Regions from separate parts of the Mus musculus genome. Here all the other regions are linked to region 3. A link is a contact called in public HiChIP or PLAC-seq and promoter capture Hi-C data. All regions are on one chromosome and are shown on one strand. Each heading gives the region's core, a stretch centred on a gene start, on an enhancer-like site or on the middle of the called end of the contact. The rest is flanking DNA. Distances are from core to core; before and after follow the strand shown. Region 1 has its middle 15 kb from the start of Chchd7. Region 2 has its middle 20 kb from the start of Gm8273. Region 3 holds the start of Nsmaf (neutral sphingomyelinase (N-SMase) activation associated factor). Region 4 holds the start of Chd7 (chromodomain helicase DNA binding protein 7). Region 5 holds the start of Rab2a (RAB2A, member RAS oncogene family).

Region 1 (2,988 bases), core at 444-2,943, 2.5 Mb before region 3:
TACTCCGCTGCTCTCAGCTCTGCTATCTTCTCAGGCTCAGCTCTCAGATATGTGCTGAGCCTTTATGACAACCCTGGTCAGATTCACTGTGCTTTCTCATCATTTGTATACAGGCACTGTGGCATTTCCACTACTCTGCATAGCTGGGGGACACAACTATTCACTAAAATCAGGCAGTGGAGGACTCTAAATGTGATCTTTCACATTCTGCCTTCTGTTTTTTAAAGGAAGGACGAGGAATGGTATGCCTCACTTCAAACAGGAGAGGGGTGTGGTGATTTGATTTTTGTTCATAAAGACAACAGTTGCCAGTGATAGTTTTCAGTTTCAGGAGCCATTTCTGCTGTTGTCAGTGTTTCAGATGAACATCCTGCAACTGCATAGAGTTCTGTTTGTGAGTCATAGGCTGTGCTCAGATTGAGAAATTTGTAGGAGTTCTCAACAAATGGCTAGTTTTCCTTGTAAGAGCTGGATGGTGCTATCACACAGTGAGATGGTAGGTATGCACTGGATATGCACCTTCCTTTAGAAAAAACTGTGAAATCACATTTTAAAAAAGACTATTTTGGGGACTGAACTACTTGGGGCTTCAGTGGTGGAGTGCTTGTTTAGCACACACTGGACTGTAAAATGATCAGTCTACAAAGATCACCTAAGTCTACCCACTCAGCATCTCCTGTTTGAGACCACTTGGATTTCTCATTCAAGTCCTGAGAGTTTTCTTAAAGAAATAAAGAAAGTAAGGGTCATTTCAAAGCACATACCTGGGTACTGGTAGGAAAGAGGGCAAGCTACAAGCAAATTCAAACAAAGGGAAGAACAGAAAATGACAGAATGAGAGGGTAATTCAACCAGGTGCAGGGTAACTGGGCAAAGATGGCTATGCTGGCTTCTGAAACAGCCACAATGAAAGTAAAAAGCCAAATGTCCTGATTAATAACATAAGTATTACATGGCAAAGTGTGAAAAGAGCATTGTGTTTATGTGAGTTTTGGCTCTGCGCCCTATTATCTGGATCATCTGAATGAATTGTTTCACCCTTAAGCATCTTCTGTGTTTTGAAATTATAATTTAAAAAATTGGTTATAGTGACCATAAAGAAACCCATGAGTTGGGTGGGTAGATACTGATATTTGAGAGGCGTGTATTGAGACTGGATTATTCATCACTAAAAGCCACAGTGAACTTTAGGCCAGCCACCTAGTCCTTTCAAAAACCCCAACTATAAAAGATAACACTCTCTTGCATCTGCAGGAAAAGGCTGTCTGAAACCAAACAAAGTGCCCCTTTCCACACCTTCCCTCTTATTGTTCTACCATTTGGTCCATATTGCTGTCTCCTGAGAGTTTTTACTCCTGGACTACCACTGTCCTAGTTTCTTCATCCCCATCTGAAATCATCAGTAAGCAAGAGAAGCATACAAGAGTCCACTGGGCAGCAACTGAAGATTTCAAAAGGAGCTAGATGGAAGTGAGAATAAACAGTACTCCCCCCTCCCCACCAATGCTTAGGGCACAATTTACATAAAGAAGCTGACTGTTGCTTAGACTGTTCTGCTACCAACTAGAATTCTCCCTACTCTCTCCTCCCTTCCCTCCACTCCACTTTTCAATCAGTCCTTCATTCCCTTCAGAGAACCTCCTCTCACTTCCTCTGACTCTGCCTAGTCTAGCCTCATCTACTCTTCCTGAAACTTGAACTTTCTACACAAGGTTCACATTTCCATAATGCAGCATGGAGTACAGGTCTCCTTGACTCTGGGATTATGTGATGGTATAGCTCATTGTATCCTTGCAGTGCTCTGTACTTCTGGAAAGTGCAAAGGCAGAGACGACTGTGATACTTCATACTTTCATTTTCACTTCGTAAAACACTCTCAGAAACATAATTAATTACACTGAAAGTTGCATGTGCTCTGAGAAGTCAGCCTTCCTGGTTTGCAGATGTAAGACTGAGCCTTAGTGCATTCAAGTGACCTGCTCAGTAGACAAAGTTGCCAGTTTTCTTCCTCTGTGCTCCAGGCTGACCCTATTTCTTAGTGTCTATTCTGTTTTCCAAACCTCATAATTGCAGCTATTATCCAAATTCTCATTTATTTCACCAATTCGTACTTACCAAGTTTGTAAATCAGAGATTGTTAAAGTGAATGAGAGCTGCATACTCTGGGAGAAAGTTACACATTAAGAATATTCTAAATATTGTAGTGGGTTCACCCTTTTCATCCACTCTAGAAAATCTTTCAAAAAATGTATAGTACTTTGCACCCATCATTCTTGCCTTACCCTCTACTACTGCAAAAGCTATGAGAGGTGACTTTAGTGAGAGATGACAAAGTACTCTATGCCACAAAATAGCAAGAAAGAATAAGGCAAGAAGCCTGGATCACAGCCAAGTAGAAGATGTATTTTTCCTCCTGGATAAACGTGTTGGTTTGCCCTTTTCTTGTAGTAACGACTTCTGAAGAGGAAGTTCCTTGGGACGCTGCAGATCCTGGAGGGTGTTTTCAGTTTATAGGCTACACTTGGCAACCAGTGTCATCCCTGTCTGTTTCATTCACTTCAATATACATGTCCTTGTGGAACAGCATTCCAATCCCATGATGACTTCAGCAGAGGATTCTCACTGTGAAGAGTGTCTTTCACAACCCAAATAGACCACAGTTCTCCACCTCCTGGGAAAAACAAACTATATTATTATCATCACCACCAAAAACTCACACCAGCTTTCTTCTGCCACAGCGCAGTCATGGGTCTGTTCGCCTCCAATCTTGTGTAGCCTCCTGGCATTCCCTAAGATGAGTGTGTGGGTGACTGCCTCATTCAGTTACCTCTTCTGTCTCCAATTTTATTTCCTGCTCATTTAAAACTTTGCACTGGGGGGATGCATGAGAAGGTGTGGAAAGCTGAGAGGGGAAGGAATGTTCGTGAGGGAATTACACCTTCAGTGGTTGGAGGTGTGGCTAAGTTTATAATCCTGTTTTACTTCTAG
Region 2 (2,763 bases), core at 188-2,687, 2.2 Mb after region 3:
AGCCTTGGCAGAAAAACAATGTATCCCAGCCCCACACAAATTCAAGGCTCGAGTGGGCTTTGGTTTTTTTTTTTTAAGAATTATTTATTTTATGTATATGAGTACACTGTCGCTGTCTTCAGACACGTTAGAATTGGGTATCAGATCCCATTAAGATGGATATGAGCCACCATGTGGTTGCTGGGAACTGAACTCAAGACCTCTGGAAGAGCAGTCAGTTCAGATGGCTTAGCCAACCTCTAAGCCATCTCTCCAGCCCCAAGAGTGCTTTTCAAATGAGTCCCTATGCCATGTCTTAATTCCAGATCTGTGATAGAGGGGAAGCTAAGACACTAAAAGTCAAAATTCAACACCTGCCTTGGCAACTTAGTGAGATGTCTCAAAATATTAAGAAGTAAAAAGAGTGGGGGGTGTAGCTCAGAGGGTTCAATTAGCATGCATGTTTTTCTTCGGTTTTCAGGGAGGGGCAGAGGAAAAGAGGGGCAGGCACAGGGGTGGGGTAGGCAAATGTAGATTTCAATGTATCCTTCCCAACTCTTACCCTTATCAGAAGGCCACGCTCCATACTTCTGGAGCATTTTAGCACAAAGCAGGTGAATACGTTTCCAGATACAGGTTTTCCTGTCTTAACCGGCTCTTTGGCCTTAACATCAGGATGAGACAGACATGGTATGAGGTAGAGTGGAAATAAAGGCGATGAGTAGAGAGAAGAGAACAGTGTTTACAAAAAATGTTTCCCGTTCTAGCACTCCATGGGGCCTCTGCCTGTCGCAGGCTGTGTTTTCTTTGAGCTGTGTCTCCCCTTAGCTTTGGGGGCTGGGCTCTCTTCCAGCGCTAGTATCAGACAGCTGCAGTTCCACCTCCAGCAGCTGGGGGGCTCTATTCCACCACGGCCCACTCAGAGAAGCGATTAATTCTCACCCTTTTCCTGTCACATAAAGGAGGTGACTTCAAAGGCCACAGAACATTCTTCTCAACAGTACAGAGGGTATAGACTGCCACCTGCCTGCCCGTTTGACACTAAGGGGGCCCACCCTGTGCTGCTCTGGCCATCCTTGTTGTATGAAGCTGATTCTAACATCAGACACCTTCCACCAAGACCTCAGAAACCCAGCTCCCTTCCTTAACTCTCTCTGGATTTTTTTTTTCCAATCTCCCAGAGTTTTGGAGCAGGCTGCTGGACATCTCCCATCTCTACCTAGCTGAGGACAGTGTCTCCTGCCCCTCAACTCCCATCCTTCTGCAAAAGGGCTCCCTTGTCTTCGCTGCCCAAGTTCCTCGTATCCAAATAAGGAAGCACACAGCTTCCACTGTTCCCGTTGCCACTGGCGCTTCTTGCTTAATTATCTGTTCTCTGGTTGCATTCTACACATCATCATGAGCCGAACATGATGATGTCATCATTGACCTCCAGATGACCTCAGTGGACAAAGACCTTAGATTCCTCCATTCCACCGGGGCACCATTGCCACTTCCAATAGTTTTCTGTCGCACTATACACTCTAGACCTGTCCTCATTTCTCCTTCCTTCCTTCCTTCCTTCCTTCCTTCCTTCCTTCCTTCCTTCCTTCCTTCCTTTCTTTTTTCCTTTCTCTTTTCCTTTCTTCCTTCCTTTCTTTCTTTCTTTCTTTCTTTCTTTCTTTCTTTCTTTCTTTTTTTCTACTTTTTTAGACAGGAAAAAAGGAACTCACTATCCTGGAACTCACTTTATAGATCGGGCTGGCCTGGAACTCACAAACATTTGCCTCTGCCTCCAGGGTGCTGAAATTAAAGGTAAGCACCACCATACCTGGCTCTATGTCCTTATTTCTTGTGACCATTCTGTTGGGAAATAAAACACCCACACTGCCATTGGACATTTAACTTTGTCTTGGGTGGAGCATGGTGGGTTTGTGCATGGCTTCCTTTGGCACAATGAGTTCTATACGGTTGGCACAATTACTATCTCTGCCTCACAGGTAGGTAAGGATGGAGGATGCTGGCCTTGGAGTTCTTTGGAGGTAAGAGATGAGCTCAAGGTGACAAAGTTAGTAGGCCACAGCTAGACACAACCCCAGCACCGTGAAGTTTCATCAGAAAAGCTTCCTGCTCCTCTTCAAGAAGATGGTCGTTCAGATGCTCTGGGCTTCACCAACAGCCTTCCTCAGGACCCATGTCTGCACTGTCTCGCCACATAGGGAAGTACTGGACTTTCAAATGGCCTCATGAACTTTTTATAACGAAACAGAACATACACAAAAGTAGAAAGAAATGTGCAGTGTTGCCTCCCTCCCTGGGTATTATAAGTCCAACATACATCAATGTATGGCCTCTCTTGTCTGTGCTCCACCATTTCTTCACACTGTTAATGCAAGTCCCAGAGGTCACGTCAGTTCGGCTTTAAGCATAGTTATGTGTGCATGACAATCCAGCCATCACCAAACAGCACCTGGTCTTATAAGATCAAAATGGAGCTGAGAGAACCCTGATACCTATAATGTCATAGCCACCCTAAAAGTCTTAGCACATTATATCACTCTTGTATTTGTGGTGACACTGATGTAAATATACCTACCGGTCAAGTGCAGGAAGGCCCTGGGTTTGGTCACCTGCAACTGGAGGGAGAAAGGGAGGAAGGGAGGGAGGGATAGATAGATACTATCTTGGAGAGAGGAGACTGTAAAGGAAGATTTCAAGTTCACAACCCGTCTGGGCTTCTTTGAGAATAATGTCAAAAAAAAAAAAAAAAAAAAAAAGAGCCAGGTGTGCTGACATACACCTTTA
Region 3 (2,981 bases), core at 424-2,923:
TTTGGTAGCTGTAGAAATCTAAACCCTCTGTGAGTACACCCAGCAGAGAGGCCCCTGGTTATCTCTGAAGCTAGCCTCAAGCTCTGGGAAAGAACTGTTCTCTGAGATAGCGAAACCCTGAGATAGCTGAAACCCGACACCTTTATAAACACGTTGCCCATTTGAAGCCAATGTTGCCAAAAGATAAGCCAAGAAACGCGTGGGCAGAAATGGTAGATCTGGGTCTCTGTAAGGTTGGTTTTCCAAAGTTAACTTTTAAAAGTTCCCCTTTTTAAAAATGGATTCTATGATTTATAAAGAATCTGCTTGGTTTACGTTCAAAATAAAAATTTGGGGTGATCAGGAAGTAGAAATCAGCTGCTGGTGCTGAGTGTAGGGAAGAGTTGATGCTGGCAGCTGATAAATGTTTGGGCTGGGAGCACTCCTACCTTGGAGTACTGTGAACATATGTACATAATATGTAAACAAACCAGCATTTGCTGGAAATAACCGGGGCAGCGAGTTCCTCTAACATTACAGAGCAGCGTAAGACGATTAAAATAAGTCAGAATCTACGACAAAACACCCCCTGTCCGATTTCGCTGTTTATCACAGGATTGTTACAAATGACTAAGTCCTAGAAACATGACAGGCCACGCGTTTAAAACATTTCAAATGTTAATCTGAATGCTCTTCAATGTAACACAGAGCACCAACAAGTCTTAACAAGTCGTCGGGTGCCAGACAAAGAAATTCCATTTAAATTCCGGAGGTGGAAAGGTAATTTCAGCGCGGACCACCCTGCCAGCCCACTACATCTTAGAGAGAGATGCGGGGCTTGGGGAAGAGGGCGGGTTGAGCAATAGCTACAGGTGAAGCCTCCGCAGAGCACCCAGAATAAAAGCTGCACCTGCATTTCCTGGCATAGCCTGCTTCGCTGGATCCACTCAGCAACAACGTGACCGTCGGATCCCGGCTCCCACAGACAAACCCGCATCTCAAAACAAACAAACAAAAATGTAGCCCGCGTTCCCGCTGGAACCACAGCTGGGTCACAAAACCAACCGCCCTGGGAGGGACCCACGGGGCGGAAGTGCGCTTTCCTGTGCGGGGACGGGATCTGAGGGAGGCCGGAGCTCTACCCACGTCCTCCCTGGGCCGCGGCTGACCGCGGCCGCCCCGCCGCACGCGCTTCCCCAACAGCCTCCCATGCAGGGCGCGGAGGGTCGGTGGGGAGACGCCGGCGTGGGACGGCGGGCGGGCGGGCGCGGGGACCGCCCTGCCTTCGCGTCCCCAGGCGCCCCCGCCAGCCGGGCCCACCCGCGCGCGGCTCTGCGGCCCCGGAGGCGGCCGCGGCCTGCAGGAGAGTCCCCGGCTGCCGCCCGGCCCGGCCTCCCGCCCCGCGCACCTCTCCTTGGAGTAGAGCTGCAGCTGCTGCTCGCGCTGCCTCTTCCGGGTGAACGCCATGGAGGCCCAGGGCTCGCAGGCCGCCGACTGTCCCGAGCAGTCCCGAGCGGCCGCACCGGGCGGGCAGGCGGGCGGGCGGCCGGGAGCCCCACGCTGCGCCCCAGGGCCCGCGGCGTCCGGACGGCGCTCACCGCAGCATCCTCGCGTGGGGACTCGGGCGACGCCGTGACTCAGGCCCGGAGGAGGGGCGCGCAGTGACCTGAGGCCGCGGGAGCCGCGTCCTACACTGCCCCGACTAACCTCTGCAGCGCTGCTGCGGCGAGGATACCTCCCACGTGAGCCTGAGACCTGCCCGGGAGCCCCCCAGTTCGTTGGCGGCGGGGATTTGAAATAACAAGGTTTTTGGATGTTTAGTCCCAAATTTCAGTCTTTGAAATAAATAATCGATGGGATTTTATTTTATTTTTTTCGCCCGTGTATGGTGTAGCGGTTCTTAGTAATATTCATATTTAGGTTGCAACTATTATCACAGTGATGGGATATTTTTACTATCTCAAAAAGAAACCTTTACCTTTTAGCAATCACTACTCCTAGGTGCATCTCCACAAACCTTTGCCCTAGAAAACAGTACTTAACTTTCTGTCTCTGTGAATTTGCCTAGCCTGGACATCTAGAATAAAAACATCCATACAATATGTGGTCTTTGTGTCTGATTTCTTTCATTTAGCACAATGCTTCCAAGGTTCGTCTGAGGTATAGCACAAGTCAACATTCTATTCCTTTTTATCACGGAAGTGTATTCCATTGTATCACACACTGCATTCCTGTTAATATATTCAACAGTTGCCAGGCACAGCAGTGTTCCCACCTTTTGGCTATAAGCATTCACGTACCCGTTTATGTGTGTAAATGCTTTCATTTCTGTTGAGTGAAGTCGAAATCAAAGGGTGGAGTTTCTAGACTGTTTTAATAAGTCCATCTGTGAACTCTGAAAGTCTGCTACTGTGCTTTCAAAGTATCCATTTAACTCCCACTAGCAGTAAAGAAAGGTTCTTACCTTCAACAATACTTACCTTTTATATTCTGTCCTGCCAACTATGACTCGTATTTCATTGGGGTTATGATTTCTCAATACCCTGAGAATACGCTGGATATTGCTTACCTTTAAGGGACTCTCAAATAACAAGCCTCTAAGTTGTGTGTGTTGAAACACTCCTAGTGTTGGCTTAAGAATCAAGTTCTGCAGGGTTGAAAAAAAAGCACAACAATGGCAACAATTAGCTGTCCTTCATCACTGGCAGCATGTGGGGGAAGATCGGAAGTCATAACTGAAGAGACCTGAGTACCCTATGTCAGTGAATCTCTTCCTTTTATCCGAGTGCTGCACAGACTCTGTAACTACCCTAATGGTCCTTGGGAACGAGCTTGTGTGCATGTGTGCACAATGACATAAGATTATGAGAATGGCTAAGATACCATCTGAAAATTTTCTGTGTGGCAAATAGTATAGTAGATGCTATGGACTCAAAGGAGAGAAATTAATTTGGCTGGAATAAAGTAATTAAAAAATAGACCAGAATCTAAGTTTTCTTTTC
Region 4 (2,811 bases), core at 312-2,811, 2.2 Mb after region 3:
ACTTTCATTAAATGTAGAGGTCATATTATTTAGCTTGTAAGTTGTCTTGAAATAGATGCGAGTCTGACAAGTGAGATTCCCCCCCAAGTATCTATGATAGTTTTACTTTGAGGGATATAAACTTATTATAAGTGGAAGACTTACATTAGATTTGTGATTTTTGGTTTATGATACTGGAGCTATAAAAAAGTAGATTTTCAATGTCACATTTTTTTCCCTGTAGTGTTAATGTTTTCTTCTGATTATCTGTAAACTATTTGATGACTATGTTTCTTTTAGAAATCCAACTTATGGCGAAAGAAAACCAGAATCAATGCACTTAAATAAGCAACAATTGTAAAAAAATTTTTTAAAAAAAAGAGTAAAACTATTTCTATTAGGAGATAGATGTCTAACTGATTAAGCTGCAGTATAAATGAAGCAGTTTTGGCAAGTCATTTGTCCATATAAAACTGTGTGATTCTAAGCTCAGTAGTAGTACAACCATCAGTGGGCCAGATTAGCATGCTTTGCCTTTTCTCTACGATTTTTGAGTTCAATAGCACTTACACAGCTGTCATAGCTGGCTGTATAACCTCCTTCCTTATTTATAAGTGAGTGCAGTCTTTAGCCTAATAAAACCATACTGGAGTTTACAATTGTTGACCGTTTATAAATCTGCTCCGTGTTTCACACACAAAAGATGCTTAGTAAATGTTTAAATATCTATTACACAAGAGGGAAACTAATTTAAAAAATGTCTTCAAGGTTAATATTCATCTTGTACCGGAAAGAGAAATGGGCAAGAAGGTCGGCTATTCAAAGCTGGAAGATGATATTTAGTGCCACATTGGCGAAGGAATGATGAAAACACTCCAGTTCTGACACGTTTAAAAATGGGCACACATCCTATTTCTTTGTTTCATAACCATTGCGCTATCCCTTCGTTTTTTGGCATGCTAACAAATTCAACTAAAATCAATGCTCTCTAGTTAAAACTTTTTGATTTAGTGGCAGATCCCGCTGTCCTATCACCGAGGACGTCAGTTAAAGCCAAGTGGTGAGGCAGGGATGGATCTATTTGAAAGGAAAGGCGTCCATCCTAGGTATTTCGTGTGGGAAAATCATCTCAAGTTGAAGGATAATTACAGAAGAGACACCCAAACACCCCTAGCCTCCTCGGTCCGCACCGGGCTGGCCACCCCTCGCGGTGGCGGGGGGTCACTACGGGCTCCGGGCCTCCGCTTCCTGCCCCAGGGCGGCGCACCGCGGCTCCGGGAAGGTGCTGCGCGGAAACGTGGCACCCTCTGCACCCGCGCGAGAGCGCTGGCAGCAGGCGGCCCGAGAGGCTGCGGCGGCCGCGCACCGGGACCGACACCCGCCCGCTGCGCCGGCGCCCGGCGGGACGGGAAGGGGCGGCCGCCCGCGCCGCGCCGCCCCCTTCTCTCGGCCTCTCCGCGGCCTCCGCCACCCCGGCCGAATTCTTGCATAAATTATGCCAGGCGCGCCTGACGTCAGGTGGCGGCGCGCGGGCGCGGGCGCGCCGCGGAGAGAGCCGGCCGCGGGCGCGCGCGGCCCGGGAGGCTCGTGCGCGCGGCGTGCAGGGCGCGCGCAGGCGCTGGCGTGCTGGGGCCGCGGCGGCGGCGGCGGCGGCGGCGGCAGCGGTGGCGGCGGCGGCGCGGGGGTTGAGCCGTGGTGGTGCGGACGCGCTCGTGCTCGGGAACTATCGGATTAAACTTGAATCGAGTGGAATTACACAAAGGAGCGCCGCGGAGGAGGCGGCCCGGGGACCCGGAGACCCCGCAACTCGCCAGAGCCCCGTCCGCGCGCGGCCAACTCCGCGTCCGTGGATCAGCCCCCGGCCGCGGCCGCCGAGCCAACTCCGGAGCCGCTCTGCGTTTTGTTCCCCACGGCGCGCGGCGGCTGACTAGCCCGAGCGAAGGAGCGAGCCGGTGAGCGCAGACTTCCCCGGCGCCCCCGGGAGGGGCGGCGGCAGGAAACCGTGCCGGGCCGCGGCCGCGCGGAGTTGCGAGAGGGGAGTTGGGCGTGTGCGGGGCGCGGGGAGAGGTGCGCGGGGGCCGCGGTCGGCAGGAGCGTAGCGCCGCCCGCCCGGTCGCCTGCGTTGCTGCCGCCGGGGCCCGAACCCGCGGCCCGAGCGCCGCCCCGCGCCCCAACTTTTGCCTGCGTCCGCGGGGCCGGCGGCGGCGGGGGCGCGCGGGGCGGCCGAGGGTCACTTCCTCGCATGTAAATGGCTTTTTGTTGTGCTGCCGGCGTCGGGGGGGACGGGGACAGGAGGGAGCGTGTCTGCGCTCTGGGGAGCGCGAGCGCGTTTCCTCCCGCCGGCACCGAGCACGAGTTGCCGGCTGCGTTCGAGAGAAAAGGGAAGGAGGAAAAAGTTGGGTTCCAACTCCGGCGCGAGCGGCGGCGGGCGCGCGGGCGCGGGGCGCTGAGCGCGGGGCTCGGGGACGGCGGCGCCCCCCGCCTCGCCCCCGCCCCCCGCTCCGGCCCGACCACGCCGCGCTCGCCGGGAGCGGCGGCCGCACCGGCGCGAACAAAGTGCGTCCCTGCGGGCGCGGCGGCGCTAGCCCGTGCGGGGACGGCCACGGGCGAGGTGGGTCGGCGGCAGGGAAAGTGCGCGGGGCGCCGCGTGGGGCGGGGGCGGGGGTGGCGCGAACACGCGGCGCGGGGGGCGTCCCGAGCCCAGCCGGTGGCGGCGGCGGTCGCAGAGTTCCGAGCCCGCAGCTAGGGGTTCCTGGGGCTCCCCGGCAGCTCCCAAGTGCGCGAGGACGAGAAGAAAGGGAGCCGGGCTGGGGCGAGTGCGGGCGGGCGACC
Region 5 (2,947 bases), core at 279-2,778, 2.1 Mb after region 3:
TGCCACAACTTCTCTGGCTAGCTGTCTGCTCTAGGGACTGTTCTTGATTACAAAGGAGGCTAGGCTCCTACAGTCTACAGAGTTGTCCTTCGGGAGCTGAGATAGTAAAGACCACACTCTGAGAGTAAGGACCCGAGTTTCTGAACAGACACCCAGAAAAGATGACTTGAGTGAAGTCCCTTAGGCAAAACAGCCTCAAGCCTGAAGCACCCGGGGAAGGTCCCAAAGACCAGTGAACCCCATTTTTTTCAGTTGCTTTTCACATCAAGTTCCTGAGCCTTTAGCAAACCACCTCCCTAGTAATGAAGAAAAACCTAGTGAGGTCCTGCTTGTCAGTTGTGCAAATGAAGTAGCAACCAACTTCAGTCATCCTAGCATGGTACCATCAACTATAATCACAGAATGGTTGATTCCCAAGGGAAGGGATGACAGTCAGCAGGAGGCTGGCCACGAAAGCCACAAAAGCCCACTCATTCCTCCTCCAGCAACAGAAGAGAGATGGAAGCATTAAATCAGCTTCCTTACACAACTCTTAAATTTCCTGAACAGATCCACGAACATCATTCTGCTATATTCTCTCTGTTTCTCTGTCTCTCTCACTTTGTGTGTGTGTTTCTCCTTCTATTGTGGTTTCCAGAGAATGAACTCAAGACAGGCTTGCATGGCAAGTGCTTTTATCTGTACATTTTGGGGACACACTTTTTTTTAGATAGGGTCTCATGCTTGACCCCTCAGTGTTGTAAAGAATGACCCAGAATTCCTGATCCTCCTGCCTCTATCTCCCAAGTGCTGAGATTATAAATGCATGGCTTACTTGTAGTAACCTTTGTCCTTTTGATAGTCACTTTCTTGTAAGTGGGCTCTCTAGAAAACTGTTTCAGATAGTAAACTAACTCTGTCCTCCACCTTCTTTAAAATCTGGGCTTTTAAAGAACTGGGTTTGCCTCTAGTTGGCAGCACTGGCAATATATACAGAATATATTCAAAGGCAAAAGTACCTTCAAACTGCATGCACACACATATGTTTTTTACTAATTCCATCATGTCATACCAGGTATTTCCTTTCATGTTGCTTCTGTATTTATTTCAGTTTTTCGTACAATACATACACAAAACATGATTAAGCCATATATTGTACACATTACACCTATACACAACATTGCACTTAGAATCCTGGTCTGATAAACAGCATGCAAATGTATATTTACTTCAATATTTATACAGTTGGGTTTTTTTTTACATCTTTTTAAGAGCGACATAACAGCATTATAGGGACATACCACGATTACACACACACACACACACACACACACACACACACACACACACACACACACACAGAGAGAGAGAGAGGGCGGCGACTGAACCTAGCAGGCTCCGTTTCCTCGCGACTCCCCGAGCCCCGGCCTGGTAGGCGGGGCTCCGGGGTAGGCGGGACTCCGACCGGAGGGCGCGGCCGCGGCTCCTCCCCTCTCCTCCGGCGGCGCAGGCGGCGGCAGCACTTCCGGGTCGGCGCGGAGGCGGGGCGGAGGCGCCGCGGCTGTTATTGTTCCGAAGGGCTGGGCCGCTGTGCTCCGCGCTCGGCGCTGTCAGTTCGTCCCGCTGCCCCTCGGCCTTTGCTGCTGGCTCTGACGGCGACCGACGGCGGGCGGGGCCCGGGTTCGCGGCCGAGCGGCGCCGGTGAGGGCGCGGAGGAGGCGCACAGCGGGAGGAGGAGCCGTGAGCCTGGCACGGAGCGGCCGCGGCCATGGCGTACGCCTATCTCTTCAAGTACATCATCATCGGCGACACAGGTGAGGCCGGCGGCGGGCCGGGGGCGACCGGGGCGGGCAGGCGGGGCAAACGGCGGCGGCGGCGCCGAGCGGCGCGGGTCGGGGGCGCAGCGCCTCCCTTCCTCCCATCCTCCCTCGGTCCCCTGGCCGCCGCTCCATTTCCGCAGTGCTGGCGCTGGTGACGTGGGCGCTGCGAGCGGCCGCGGCCTGCCTGGGCCTTCCTTCCCTGCTCCGCCCGGGCCCGCTGCAGCCAGGCCCGCGGCAGCCGTTTGCCACTTCCCGGAGAGTGTGACAGCAGCACGGCCGTCCCCGGGGGGCCCCCGCCTCGACTGTCTCCGCGGCCCGGGGAGAGAGAGGGAAGTCGAACGAATTGGAGCGTGACGGGCCCCGGTCCAGATTTTTCTCCCTGGTCCCACCTCCCCGACCTGCACGCTTCCGTCTAGGCCCTGGCAAGGCGCACCCTGAAGTGGGACAGCCTTTTGGGGAGGAAAAAAAAAAATTAAAAAAGGAAAAGAAAAAAACCTAAATTTTTTTGGAAATATCCTCAATCTCCAAGTCCGAATAAGTGAGATCACATGACTCGATGGCAGGGCAATTCTTCTCGGGATCATTAAAGCACCATTGAGCTCTGGCGACTTTTGCCACGTGTATGCTGGCATTATTTGACTTGATAGTAATGCAAGGCAGGTCAGTGGGCTGGGTGTGAGCATACTGTGGGTATGCTGACTTACTACTGATTTTTTTTTCTTTTTTTTCGGTTTTGTCAAGTCCAGGATCACAACTGTTAATTTTCAGGTGACCTCGTGTACATTTGTAGCAAAAAAAAAAAGGAAAAAAAAGTTCCCACTTAAAAATAGCATCCTCATAAGTTTCTGAAGCAAATAAGCAAGCTGTTCATGAAATACTTTGAATACCTGCGATTTGGGCCATATTTCGAATCTAATAATAAACGTAAAGCTTATTTAGGTGTTAAAACTATTAATACACTAGAGTCTGATTTCAGTGGTGAGTGTTGCACAACCTGGACCCCTTACACAACTTTGTAAATGTAGAAGCATCTTGAGGTTGCCCTATGATGTAGCAGGTTCTATAAGTAACTCTGGAAGTATGTTGATTGCTACCTAACACAAACTTCCTGCAGTTAATACAGTTTTTCAGCCGTGTGTGTGTGTGTG

What was found. Promoter capture Hi-C pulls out the DNA fragments that hold promoters and counts their contacts. HiChIP or PLAC-seq counts read pairs in DNA pulled down with a chosen protein or histone mark. Capture Hi-C pulls out chosen DNA fragments and counts their contacts.
Region 1: a contact with region 3 is called in a promoter capture Hi-C map of liver, with 2.9 times the contacts expected there. The contact joins the enhancer-like site here to the promoter of Nsmaf in region 3. A contact is called at or near these places in 12 of 39 promoter capture datasets (the 3T3-L1 cell line, 3T3-L1-derived adipocytes, the C10 cell line and 8 more), 5 of 115 datasets of contacts at active chromatin or transcription factors (astrocytes, embryonic forebrain, embryonic stem cells and 2 more) and 2 of 9 other capture datasets (adipose tissue and liver).
Region 2: a promoter capture Hi-C map of liver shows a contact between it and region 3, with 2.6 times the contacts expected there. The contact joins the enhancer-like site here to the promoter of Nsmaf in region 3. A contact is called at or near these places in 4 of 39 promoter capture datasets (hippocampal neurons, liver and pre-B cells).
Region 4: a contact with region 3 is called in an H3K27ac HiChIP or PLAC-seq map of large pre-B cells, with 6 times the contacts expected there. The contact joins the promoter of Chd7 here to the promoter of Nsmaf in region 3. A contact is called at or near these places in 2 of 39 promoter capture datasets (both in liver), 1 of 115 datasets of contacts at active chromatin or transcription factors (large pre-B cells) and 1 of 9 other capture datasets (embryonic stem cells).
Region 5: a promoter capture Hi-C map of liver shows a contact between it and region 3, with 4 times the contacts expected there. The contact joins the promoter of Rab2a here to the promoter of Nsmaf in region 3. A contact is called at or near these places in 7 of 39 promoter capture datasets (the 3T3-L1 cell line, the C10 cell line, cranial neural crest and 3 more), 3 of 484 Hi-C or Micro-C datasets (CD4 T cells, CD8 T cells and pre-B cells), 5 of 115 datasets of contacts at active chromatin or transcription factors (astrocytes, extraembryonic endoderm stem cells, large pre-B cells and 2 more) and 3 of 9 other capture datasets (adipose tissue, embryonic stem cells and liver).

Annotation. Positions count from the first base shown.
Region 1 is chr4:3,952,393-3,955,380 of GRCm38.p6, forward strand. No RefSeq gene overlaps it. Among named protein-coding and RNA genes, the nearest start is that of Chchd7, 15 kb to the left of the region's middle. Within about 2 kb of position 1,694, at least 78 of the 459 cell types and tissues checked have an H3K27ac peak or open chromatin away from gene starts, as enhancers often do. A contact at or near this core is called in the HPC-7 cell line, hematopoietic stem and progenitor cells, liver and 1 more, where this site is marked.
Region 2 is chr4:8,665,989-8,668,751 of GRCm38.p6, forward strand. No RefSeq gene overlaps it. Among named protein-coding and RNA genes, the nearest start is that of Gm8273, 20 kb to the left of the region's middle. Within about 2 kb of position 1,438, at least 126 of the 459 cell types and tissues checked have an H3K27ac peak or open chromatin away from gene starts, as enhancers often do. A contact at or near this core is called in liver, where this site is marked.
Region 3 is chr4:6,452,598-6,455,578 of GRCm38.p6, forward strand. It overlaps Nsmaf (neutral sphingomyelinase (N-SMase) activation associated factor), which reads right to left and starts at 1,674. Exons shown (of 31, transcript NM_010945.2): 1 at 1,388-1,674. The coding sequence starts at 1,446.
Region 4 is chr4:8,688,845-8,691,655 of GRCm38.p6, forward strand. It overlaps Chd7 (chromodomain helicase DNA binding protein 7), which reads left to right and starts at 1,562. Exons shown (of 38, transcript NM_001277149.1): 1 at 1,562-1,931.
Region 5 is chr4:8,534,116-8,537,062 of GRCm38.p6, forward strand. It overlaps Rab2a (RAB2A, member RAS oncogene family), which reads left to right and starts at 1,529. Exons shown (of 8, transcript NM_021518.3): 1 at 1,529-1,793. The coding sequence starts at 1,748.